4 separate regions of the Mus musculus genome follow, and all the other regions are linked to region 1. Evidence: chromatin contacts called from public Hi-C and HiChIP or PLAC-seq data. All regions are on one chromosome and are shown on one strand. The core of a region is the stretch at or near the end of the contact, and the rest is flanking DNA. Distances in the headings are between cores, read along the strand shown. Region 1 holds the start of Znhit6 (zinc finger, HIT type 6). Region 2 has its middle 80 kb from the start of Odf2l. Region 3 overlaps Ddah1 (dimethylarginine dimethylaminohydrolase 1). Region 4 holds the start of Col24a1 (collagen, type XXIV, alpha 1).

Region 1 (2,664 bases), core at 46-2,545:
TTCTCAAATTTCAAGAAGCTATAGAAAAAGTCAAAGGTCAGAGATTCTGCCTTTTTAGGCTTCCCTGGTTGGCAAACCGATGACTTCTCACATTTCAGTACCCTTCTCTACGTGCATCCATCCCACTTATATGCAAATTCCCTCTTATTAAACACACCAGTCAGAGCTGGGCGTGGTGGCGCGTGCCTTTAATCCCAGCACTCGGGAGGCAGAGGCAGGTGGATTTCTGAGTTCGAGGCCAGTCTGGTCTACAAAGTGAGTTCCAGGATAGCCAGGGCTATACAGAGAAACCCTGTCTCGAAAAACAAAAAAAAAAAAAACAAAAAAAAAAAAAAAACAAAAAACAAAAAAACAAAAACAAAAAACCACCAGTCAGATTGGGCTAGGGCCCAGCCAAAGGCCTTATTTTAAGTGTTATGCCCTTAAAAGCCTTGTCTTCGAATATAGTCAAAATTCTGAGGTATTGGGGTATAGTGCTTCACTATACGGATATTAGGGGCTACAATTACCCTGTGACAGCCAGCGTTTCAGTTGCCGGCTGTAGATCTTTTTGTAGTTGGTTCCCATGCATAGTTTCATGTAATCTTTGTGGGAGCAGATGAGAGTGTCTCTCCTCCCCTTCCTCTTTTTCCTTCTCCTATTTGTTTTGTTTTTGAAACAGCCCTGACCCTAGGAACTTACTATGTAGACCAGGCTAGCCTTGAAGGTTACAGAGATCCTCCTGCCTCTGGCTTCTAAATGCTAGGATTAAAGGCGTTTTTGGATGTCCTGGTCCCTAGTATACAGTGAAGAAACCTTAGACCAACGGTTCTCAACCTGTGGGTCGCGACCTCTTTGCTAAACCTCTGCTCCCCCTCTCCACCCACCCCCCAGGAGTATTTATAGTACGATTCATAACAGTAGCAAAATTATAGTTATGAAGTAGACACAAAAATAACTTTATGGTTGGAGGTCACCACAACATGAGGAACATAAAGATCCACACCACTGGTAAGGTTACGAACCACCGCTTTATACAGTCTAAACTTTGGAGGAACATGGGAGTCTGTATCTATTGCCATGCATTATTAGAATTAATCCTTAATACTGATTAAAGTGGGTCACTTATTTGAGACAATAATTCCAGTTCCCAAGACAGCAGTTTCAGCGCCTGAGAAAGGATGTGGCAAGATCCCCGCCCCTGGGTGGGAGTCCTGGTGGGCGTGGTCTCACCTGGCTTTAAGGAGTGGGGCCGGAAAGCCGCCGTGCCGTAAAGAACGCTACACGTCGTGAAGAGTCGTGGCCGGAACAGCTGCTTTACGGCTAGCTCGGCTTCCCGCAGGCGTGCAGAGCTTGCCGCGGCTGCTTTGCTGCACGTGTGGCGCTGTCGGCGGTTCGTTTGGTAATCTCTCTTATTGGCTTGGTGGTGCCACCGTGAAGAACGGAGTGGCAGCTTCGGCCTAGGCTCGTGAGCTCATGGAATCTGCAGCTGAGAAGGAAGGGACTCCGGGAGGAGGTTCCCAGAGGGTAGCGGAGGGGGCGCGGCCGAGGCCTGCGGCTGGTGGGGAGGGAGCCAGGGACTTAGACGGGAGCCCAGAAGCTGGCGATGGAGAGGAGAGGAACGGACTGGCAGGAACTAAGACCACGGAGGATGCGGAGGAGATAAAGATGGACTTAGCTGTGGTGAAGCAGGAAGTAGTAGACTGGTCGGATTTAGACAGTGGTGTTGCGGACAGCCAGTGGGTGAAGCAGGAGGTGGAGGGCGGGCCCGAGGTGAAGGATGAGAAAGGCGTGTTGGAAGTGAAGCAGGAGGCGGATAGTAGCCTGGTGGTGAAAGAAGAGGAGGTGGATGAGCCAGAAGTGAAGGAAGAGAAGGTGAAGGTGAAGGAGGAGGTGACGGACTGGGAAGAAGTGAAGGAGGAGGACTTGACCATAAAACAGGAGTTGTTTGTTGGTCAGAACGTAAAGGAAGAGCAAGTGATGGATGCAGCGCCTATAAAAGAAGAGGGTTCCCTCAAGAGCGAAGCGATGGAAGACGCGAAGGTGAAGGAAGAGCCCCAGATGAACCCCCGAGTGGGCAGCAAGAGGAAATTGGCTCTGTCAAGGTAGGGCGGGGAGAAAACCCAGATGGGAAATAGACTACTGGGTGGACGAGTCCTTAACAGCAGAAAGTGAGGTAAGTTAAACCAGGCGTGACGTGGGTCCCTGAAGTCTGAGTGGTGAAGTTCAGGTTGGGCGTGACGCTTTCGAGGACACAGTGTGATGTGACTGTGTCCAGAAGGGTATGGCCAGGTTAGGGAGTGAAAATTCTGGGCATCAGAAGGCCTTTGTGGAGCCAGAGCTTGTTAAATAAGAAACGCTTTCGCAGTCTTTCTTTTAGAGAGAATAGGATTAGAGGCGCCATCCAATATAAACCAAAAACCAGCAAGTGGGTAGACTAATAGACACATGTCAACTTACTCTTGAATTTATTCCGGGCTCCTATGAATGTTCGTTTCTTGGATGTAGTCTCTTTAATGTGCTCATGTGACAGTACAGAAGATCAGATTGTGGTCAGATTCAGTCTCAAACTCCTTGAGCTGATAGAACTGACTGGTACCAGGTACACTTTGGTTCTCAGTATCACCAGACCCTAGAAGACCGAGGACAGATGAATCATACCATTATTTGGGTGTTCATTCTGAA
Region 2 (2,664 bases), core at 97-2,596, 380 kb before region 1:
AAGCCCACGCCCAGTGACATACCTCCTCCAACAAGGCCACACCTCCTCCAGCAAGGCCACACCTACTTACTCCAGCAAAGCTACACATTGTAATCCCTGTCAAATAGTGCCTCTCACTAATGACCTTATTGAAATCTATATCTGTGGTGGCCATCCCTATTCAAAGCACCACATTCAGCTGCTGTATGCTCAAACAGTATGTTTGCCACCTGTAAAAATCACTAATTATACATGTCTATGATAATTATACATATACTAATTAGCCTTATACGCATGGTATTTACTTATACCATGCTTCTCACCTCAATCAAATACACAGCCATCACCCTGAATAGTTTCGTCCTGTGCCCTGTTAGGGATCGAGTGGCCTGCTTCCTGGCATCCCAGAGTTGTCTGTTCTTGAATTTTGCATGCATGGGATCAATAGTACATATTCATTATGCCGGGCTTCTTGGACACAATACACTCTTGAGATTATCCATATTGTGACATAGCTCAGTGCTTCACTCTACTGTATTGCCAAGTAGTTTCCCGGTGTTGGTCCGGACACACTGTGGTTATTCTAGTTACCTGTTAAAGATCTGGGATGCTCCCACTTTTGATGTGTTATAAATGTAGCTGTAAGGAGTATTGATCCTTTGTAAACATCTTTTTTTCATGTCTGGCTTCTACTTTCTTCTGAGTTATTTGAGCATTCTTTTTAAGATATTTAAAGTTAAATAATTTCAATCATTTTTAATGAAAGTGTTATTTTAATAACACATTTAATAAAAGCTTACAATAATAAAGTAATGCCTGGAAATTTTCTGCTCTCTATATTAATGTTTTTTGTTTGGGGCCCTTTTTGGTAGCCAACTATATAATCAAATATACTCAAAAGAATAATATGTTCTGTTTCTGTAAGATGCATATTTATAATATATTCATTTCTACATAAATATAATTATATAATTTACATAAATTATATAAGTTTTATATAAATGCATTTATTTTAATATTTAAATATCCTTGTCTTCTAATAGTTAATTTGGTACTAATATTACATGGCACAAGAAATCTTTGTGAACTATATATTCTATCATTCCATAAGCCCCTTTCCCTTAAATTCTTATATAGTCTAATAGTAATATTATTAATATTATTTTTGCATATATTTTGGTTTATGCTAAATGAAAAATTATTTTTGTGTTTATATATTGTTCCCTTTAAGGGTGTTCCTTATTGGAAACACTGAGCAGCTAGGAAAAGCTGTATCTTTTCAGAAGAAGCCACTGGCATGCACTGTCTAATATTTGTGGTCAGCCATGCTGGCTGTGGTCTGTCCCAGGCTTGCATCAAGGGCAGGCTTTTGCAGAAGCTGGTCCATTTGCATTTTTCTGAGTCATACAGAATGACTGACTATTTATCCTCTGGAGAATGCAGAATCGTAGACTCATTCTATGGAATTATCCGTGTGCTCTGCAGACCCTCTTGTGGAAGAAGTCAGGGCCTGGGGATTTCTGGCAAGGTCAACATCTTCACATGTATTAAAAATTCACATTTCAGGTCTGTTTCTTATAGGGTAGCTTATTTATATGATACAATACTTTGATCCTTTTATTAATTCAACTAACTACAATCTTTAGTCAAGTTAACGTCTCTGGAACTTTGGTTTCTATCTTGAAAGTGGTGATATATTTTTGCTTAAGAACTTCGTTATACTGAACATCTGACAGTATCCGGAGAATGTGAAGTCCATGTTTTCTCCTCACCCCGCAGGGACATTTGATTGATCAGTAGCAGGAAGTCTGTTTATAGACAAAGAGAGTCTTCAGATGTCTTGGTAACCAACTAGCTTATCATAGAATTGTTTTGGTATGATACCATCACCATAATGACCATAAGACATCTGCTGTTTTAATAAGGACACTACTGCAAACACTGTATTTCATAAAATGGCCCCTTGTGCAGTTTTCTGCTCTCCTTTGAACTGGATTCACTTTCACTGGTCCCTGACCTAAGAACATCCCATAATTCCTTCAGACTTCAGAGCAGTCAAAGAGGGAGAATGCCAACCGCTTTTTCTTAGCTCTTCTTACATATTAGTTCATAGTTTGCACAATGCTCTTTCAATCACTTATGTTCTAATGTAAAATAGAATCATTTTCTCCTCACTACAGTTCTTAAAAGCCATTTTCCAGGAGTTATTTTGCCAAGCAGCATTATTTAAGATAGTTAATAATAAAATAACAAACTAACATTTGGGTAGGACTCTGAATCTGTACACACGAAATAAAAAAGGGCAAGCTCTTCAGTAAAATGGACTTTCTCGTAGACACTATGTTTTGGATATTAAATTCACTGTCGCTGAGCTAAACTGTTGCTTGCTTCTTTTGTTTTGCTTTTGCTTTGTTTTAGGGCAATCATTAGGATTTTAAATAAAAGTTACCATTTTAAATTTAAAAAAAAAAACATCACTTTTAAGGACTCACCCTGAAGGAGCAAACACAAACTAAGGCAAATAGCACTAGGCCAAATTAAAAGCATGCGGGAATACCGAGTTACATGGAATTCCCTTAACTGAGTGACTTAAACAAAAATCATTAGCTTCTCTTTTTCTTTCCAAATTAAACAACCTCTGCATATAAATCACACTATATAACGTGTGATTTCAAAGTATAAACA
Region 3 (2,664 bases), core at 115-2,614, 310 kb after region 1:
GATCCAGTGGTTGGCTCCACACTCATGCCCATATGGGTAGCACCAATTGGATTTGGTGGGGTCTATATTTTTTCGAAATAAAGTAAAATTCGAAGAGGAGCGTGTTGGGGAAAAGGTGGAAGAGGGGTGTGGAGATGGATGTAACCAAAACACATTGTATACTACTAGGAAATCCTCAAAGAATGAGTAAAAAATATTATTTATAAAAATACACATCTGGGAGCTGGAGAGATGGCTCCGTGGTTAAGAACACTGACCACTTCCAGAGGTCCTGAGTTCAACTCCCAGCAACCACATGGTGGCTCACAATCTGTAATGGGATATGATGCCCTCTTCTGGTGGTGTGTCTGAAGACAGCTACAGTGTACTCATATATACATGTACATATATACATATACATATATGTGTATATATGTGTGTATATACGTATTACATATCTGAAGTCAGGTGGTGGTGCATGTCCTTAATCCCAGCACTTGGGAGGCAGAGGCAGGCTGATGCCTGAGTTTGAGGCCAGGCTGGTCTGCAGAGTGAATTTCCAGGACTACACAGAGAAACCCTGACTCAAAATATTAAAATAAAACAAAATAAAATAACACACATCCAAGCCAAGTGTGGTGTCACACAGCTTTATTGCCAGCACTTTACAGATGCAGACAGGTCACCGCGAGTAGAACAGCAAAAGTTATGAGATGAGAGCCTGTCTCAAAAACAAGCAAACATGGCACACAGCCGCGGACAGGAGACCTAGCTTCATGGTAGAGAGCTCGCTCGGGTTCTAATCCTCAGTACAGTCATTTATTTAACTAGAGACATGGCTCTCAGAATGTGTTCATTCCAAGCCCAGCTGTGAGAGCCCATGAAATGTGAAGCCATGTTAGCAATTTATAATATTATCCAGTTATACTGGCTGAGCCCTAAAAGGATGGCCAGGATTTGGAGACTGCCATATATTGCTAGGCTTTCAATAAAACTCCTGATGCATGATAAACCAATAAAGAGTTATTTCAGCTACCTAGTAGCAATGAGAAGTGATTGTGCGTTGGGTCCTGTATCTCTTGGTGGAGTCTATAATTACTTGCTTTTAATATTGATTTCATTTTACTGTGTTAAGATGGGTACATACATATCTATCATGGAAAGATCAATTATGAGCAAGCCAAAAATGTGCTTGGAATATTTCCTAACCATCTTTAAATGCCTTCTTTATCTCTTTGCCTCAGTATTTGACCAATTAAGCCTTAAGTTGTTCTGTCCAACCACTCGGCCCAGGATTTTTTTTTTAATGTAATTGCTGTAATACAAAGAAGGCATGAGTAAGAAGCAGAAGAATAGGGCTGCCTTCCAATCCTTTCAATGAGAAAATTCCCAGAAATGTGGGAAACAGCCGGAAATGCCTGCTTAATGTGACTGGCTGTGCATAGAGTGTCAGGCTGAAAGCCAGCGTGTTCCCACTGGTTCCCATTGCTTTGTGGCAACTCCACTCAGGGGAGCCAGGCCAGGCCCTCCAAGAAAGCAGCTTTGAGAGATCCAAGGATGCTGCTGTGGCCCCAGAGATGCCCAGAGCCCCTTTCTCTCTAGGACTGTGTGCCTTCTGGGTTAAGAAGGTGCCTGCGATAAGAGAGGTAGACTCCACCCTCCCCATGCTTGGCACCATGCTTGAATTACAGATTGTCACCTCCAGCAGGCAACACTTAGAATATCCTTGCATCTGTCTATTTGCATACCACCTGACTTGGTCCTTGTGGCTGGCCCCAAGGGGACAGGCACTCTGTGAAGCCTGTTGAGTTGGTCCAGACATCAATAGCTTCCAGACCCAATTATCACCATTCTGATTTGGTTACTCAAAGTAGAATAATAATTCCACTGACAAAAGTCAGAGACAACATTTGGAATGTAGCCTGCCTCTGAAATCTTCCCCACCCCCACCCCCCACAGGCTGGATAGCGTGGCACTTAGGTGGACTTTTCCCAGTTGAACCTGAGGCCTCTGGGGATACAGAGGAAGCTGCTCCAGGAGGAATTTGCTGACGCACAGAGAGAGTTTAGGTGCTTTCTGCTTCCGTTTTGGTGCTGGGTGCTATGACAAGCAGGAAGTTCAGTCCTTACTGCTACACAGACATTTTACCAAGAACTCTGGAACAAAGCCACTTCCTCCATCCTTCTTAAGAAAAGGAAAATCCTGGAAGTCAGCCCAGCAGTCACATTCTTGGGATGCTTAGGATCATGTTCATCTTTCCCCAAGACTGAGTGTCCAAGAAGGGAAGAGAAAGCCTGTCGGTTACTGTCACCTCTGCTTGTTCTCCGGGAGCCTGGGCCCTTTGAAGTGTTATCCTGCCAGGGTGCCCAGTGTCAGTTCATCCTTTTGGTAACACACATGCACACACCATTGCCACACAAATGCACACACATACATACACACATACACACTCACGCATCTATATGAATACACAGACACACACACACACAGAAATGCACACATATAAGAACACACCATGAAGAGTTGTGATCCCTGCACCATTCACCCGCCTCTAAACAGCAAATTCACTGTATCGTGTGTGTGTGTGTGTGTGTGTGTGTGTGTGTGTGTGTGTGTGTGTCCTGGACGCAGCTATAAGTGAATGGCAAACCATCTCACCAGTCAATAACAGCACACAGGCAATGC
Region 4 (2,664 bases), core at 66-2,565, 280 kb before region 1:
ATAAAGGATTTATTTAGAGGATAAATGAAGTGTACATCTACCTAGGACAGTGCTGATACTGTATGATGCTCTTACATTTCAGTTGTTACACTGTGCTTTGAGTTCTGTCTCCTGTGGTTCTGCACATAGGTTTATAAGTTCGACTTTGATCTACATTTTCATAGTCTGTTCCTTGGAAACAGAATCCACTGTCAATGCATTGATGGGTGTACACACCTACTCTGCAGAGAAGTTTCTACAGGGAACTTGAGGCATGACAGAGAAAGGATCTATAAGAATGCCAATATTTTGTTACTTTTCTATCAATGAAGCATCATTGCAAAATCAACAGTTAGCAATTAAAGAGGAAGGCAGATCAAAGTCCAGTCCTAGAGAAAAAATATGGTATGAGAGTAATATCAGATTTTTGCATTGTTGGACTTTAACCTTCACTGTTGCCCCAAGGCGGGCTCCTGCTCAGCAAATGGAAAGACCATTAGCTGAGGATGCAGAGAGTAGAAACTGTAGAGAAAGGGTATTGTCACACACGGTCCTCCCTCAGTAGACACGTCACGTGGTTGTAGGTGCTAAAAGCATAACAGACAGCCAAAGAATAGATAGATGTGGGTCTCACTAAATTTACAAACATCAGTCAGAAAAATTAGATGAGAATATTTAGTGTTTTTATTATGAGCAAATTCATAAGCTCGACTTTCCAGTATTAAAAGACTGAAAATAGGAACTCAGACTGAAAGCCTGTCACAGCAATCAGAGGTGTAAGTTGTAAGGCTGTGTGATAGCAGGTCCTTGCATGAGTGCACAGTACGAATCTAGACTTGTAACAGAGTCAGGCCCAGGGACTAAGTGGAAAGGTGAATTACAGGAAAGTCACTAGAGATAGTATATGGGAAGGGCAGTTAATGGAGAAAGAGACAGGCAACAACAACGGAAGCCGGTCTGCTTCATTACTAAGACCACTGGGACCCCCCCCCCCCCAAGCAGGGAAAGGAATAAAAAATTAGCTGAGCTCAGGAGGATCCCAGGTGTGAAGAAAGATAGTAAAGAAAAAGCCTGATGGATGGAGAGGCATGCAAGAGACACACATGAAATGAGAACCCACTGGTACAGGGAGAGAGAGGAAGGAGTGACCCCAAATCACCTACAGCTAGGAAGTGGGTACATCTCAAGGGGTGGCAAAAGGTCACTTGAGAGCTCAGGGTGCAGCTAGCCCAGCCTGACCCTGCTAGGTTGGTGGACCAGGGCAGCTGGGGGCAGCTCTGGGGTGGAAGAAGGTTGCGGGGCAGAGGGGGAGGTGTGCTCCGTGTTTAGTGACGTCATTGCAAGTCAGTGCGCGGTGAAATTTAACACCAGCCGGATTTACTAGGCTCCTCTTCTTCCAGGCGAAGCAGCCGGCAGTCAAGCGCCTGCAGTTGCCACCGGCCCCCTCGGCACCAACTTGATTTCCCAAGTGGGTGTGTGTGCTTGTTTGACAAATGTTTGGGCGCAGGCTGCTCCCAAGGACTTCCTCCCCTACTTTCATCTCCTTCTTCCCACCCCCACCTCCCACCCCGCCTTTCTCCTCCCAGGCCCAAAGCAGAGAGCTCTTCTGGAGTCACGGAGTCTCCTTTGAACCGCAAGTGAACTCCAGGGCTGCTCTGGAAACCTAGCTCTGGCTGTTGCCGCTGCTCCCAACTGCCTCAGGGTGAAGTCTCTCTCACCTCTGGTCCCCCCAGGGGAGAGCGACCCCGGCTGCAGTCAGGCAGGGAGCATCCTAGCTATCTTTCTCCCTGGGTGCTGCTTCCTACCCCCATACTGCTTCATCCCTTACCCCACCCTACACTCCGTTCTGCGGGTAGGAGCATGGTTCTCATGTGATTTTCCCCCTTTTCATGGACAGTACCTGCACCTTTAGCAGTTCGGAGCTGGCTTCTGTTTTCCGTTAGTGCTTTGCTGCAGGGACAAATGCATACAAATGCATTTAGGAGCCTACAGGACAAGGCATGGAAAGGTCTCCCCCACCACAGAAACGTAAGTAGCCCACCCGCCGCCCGAGGGGGGAGGAAGGGGCTTTAGACCAAACCCCCTCTCACCACCCACTGAATCCGCAGTGGAGCTGGAGATCTGTGCTCCTTGGTACCTTTTGGAGTAGGGAGCCTGCGAGCTGCCGTGGCATCCTCCTCCTCTTGACTTCTCAACTTGTAAAATACCGTGTTTGAAAGGAAGCAAGCTTCTGCCAGCGAGTCTCAGTTTATGCTAAAGCAATCCTGTGGCTGAGGAGGAAAAGCTTGCTGGCCTGTGTCCCAACATCCCCTCGGCCACTGCCCCAGGCGGTTGCAGAGCCGCTCTGACACCCGCCTGGGCTCTAACTCCAACTATCCTCTCACCCCCTCCCCTTTTCCTCTTTCAGTTTTGGCTGAAGTCCTACTTCCAGCTGTCTGGGGCACCCAGCCTGGATGACTGCTAGGACACCAGCAATCCTGTGGATTCCGCAAGCACAGGATTGGGGTTAAATTTAGGTGGTGAGAAAGGATGCCTATCTACAGAGCCCAGAAAGCCGGAGGATCTGAGGGGGTCACCTCTTTTAATTCTTTCTCTGTTTTTTTAGAAGACCAACAGACATAACTCTCGCATCTGGAGTTGTAGCTAGCCCTGACATACGTTCTGTCAGTGGAGAAGTAGTGCTCA

What was found. HiChIP or PLAC-seq counts read pairs in DNA pulled down with a chosen protein or histone mark. Hi-C and Micro-C count contacts between places; a contact is called where the count stands out from the background.
Region 2: a contact with region 1 is called in a Hi-C map of adipose-derived mesenchymal stem cells, with 2.2 times the contacts expected there. The contact joins the enhancer-like site here to the promoter of Znhit6 in region 1. A contact is called at or near these places in 2 of 39 promoter capture datasets (both in the 3T3-L1 cell line), 1 of 484 Hi-C or Micro-C datasets (adipose-derived mesenchymal stem cells) and 1 of 115 datasets of contacts at active chromatin or transcription factors (pancreatic cancer cells).
Region 3: a CTCF HiChIP or PLAC-seq map of the NIH/3T3 cell line shows a contact between it and region 1, with 8 read pairs. The contact joins the enhancer-like site here to the promoter of Znhit6 in region 1. A contact is called at or near these places in 2 of 39 promoter capture datasets (the SN4741 cell line and embryonic stem cells), 1 of 15 datasets of contacts at CTCF or cohesin (the NIH/3T3 cell line), 2 of 484 Hi-C or Micro-C datasets (embryonic fibroblasts and embryonic stem cells), 12 of 115 datasets of contacts at active chromatin or transcription factors (the NIH/3T3 cell line, astrocytes, cardiomyocytes and 8 more) and 3 of 9 other capture datasets (adipose tissue, embryonic stem cells and pancreatic islet).
Region 4: a Hi-C map of the N1E-115 cell line shows a contact between it and region 1, with 11 times the contacts expected there. The contact joins the promoter of Col24a1 here to the promoter of Znhit6 in region 1. A contact is called at or near these places in 4 of 39 promoter capture datasets (the 3T3-L1 cell line, hippocampal neurons and maxillary cranial neural crest), 1 of 15 datasets of contacts at CTCF or cohesin (the NIH/3T3 cell line), 5 of 484 Hi-C or Micro-C datasets (the N1E-115 cell line, cortical neurons, embryonic fibroblasts and 1 more) and 1 of 9 other capture datasets (adipose tissue).

The regions. Positions count from the first base shown.
Region 1 is chr3:145,574,913-145,577,576 of GRCm38.p6, forward strand. It overlaps Znhit6 (zinc finger, HIT type 6), which reads left to right and starts at 1,296. Exons shown (of 10, transcript NM_001081094.1): 1 at 1,296-2,084. The coding sequence starts at 1,456.
Region 2 is chr3:145,196,910-145,199,573 of GRCm38.p6, forward strand. No RefSeq gene overlaps it. Among named protein-coding and RNA genes, the nearest start is that of Odf2l, 80 kb to the left of the region's middle. Within about 2 kb of position 1,347, at least 19 of the 459 cell types and tissues checked have an H3K27ac peak or open chromatin away from gene starts, as enhancers often do. A contact at or near this core is called in adipose-derived mesenchymal stem cells and pancreatic cancer cells, where this site is marked.
Region 3 is chr3:145,884,142-145,886,805 of GRCm38.p6, forward strand. All of the region lies in intron 4 of Ddah1 (dimethylarginine dimethylaminohydrolase 1), which reads left to right. The region is part of intron 1 of Gm35187 (a long non-coding RNA gene); the gene reads right to left. Among named protein-coding and RNA genes, the nearest start is that of Gm35187, 5.2 kb to the right of the region's middle. Within about 2 kb of position 1,365, at least 91 of the 459 cell types and tissues checked have an H3K27ac peak or open chromatin away from gene starts, as enhancers often do. A contact at or near this core is called in the NIH/3T3 cell line, adipose tissue, astrocytes and 4 more, where this site is marked.
Region 4 is chr3:145,291,157-145,293,820 of GRCm38.p6, forward strand. Col24a1 (collagen, type XXIV, alpha 1) reads left to right here and starts at 1,316. Exons shown (of 60, transcript NM_027770.3): 1 at 1,316-2,007. The coding sequence starts at 1,952.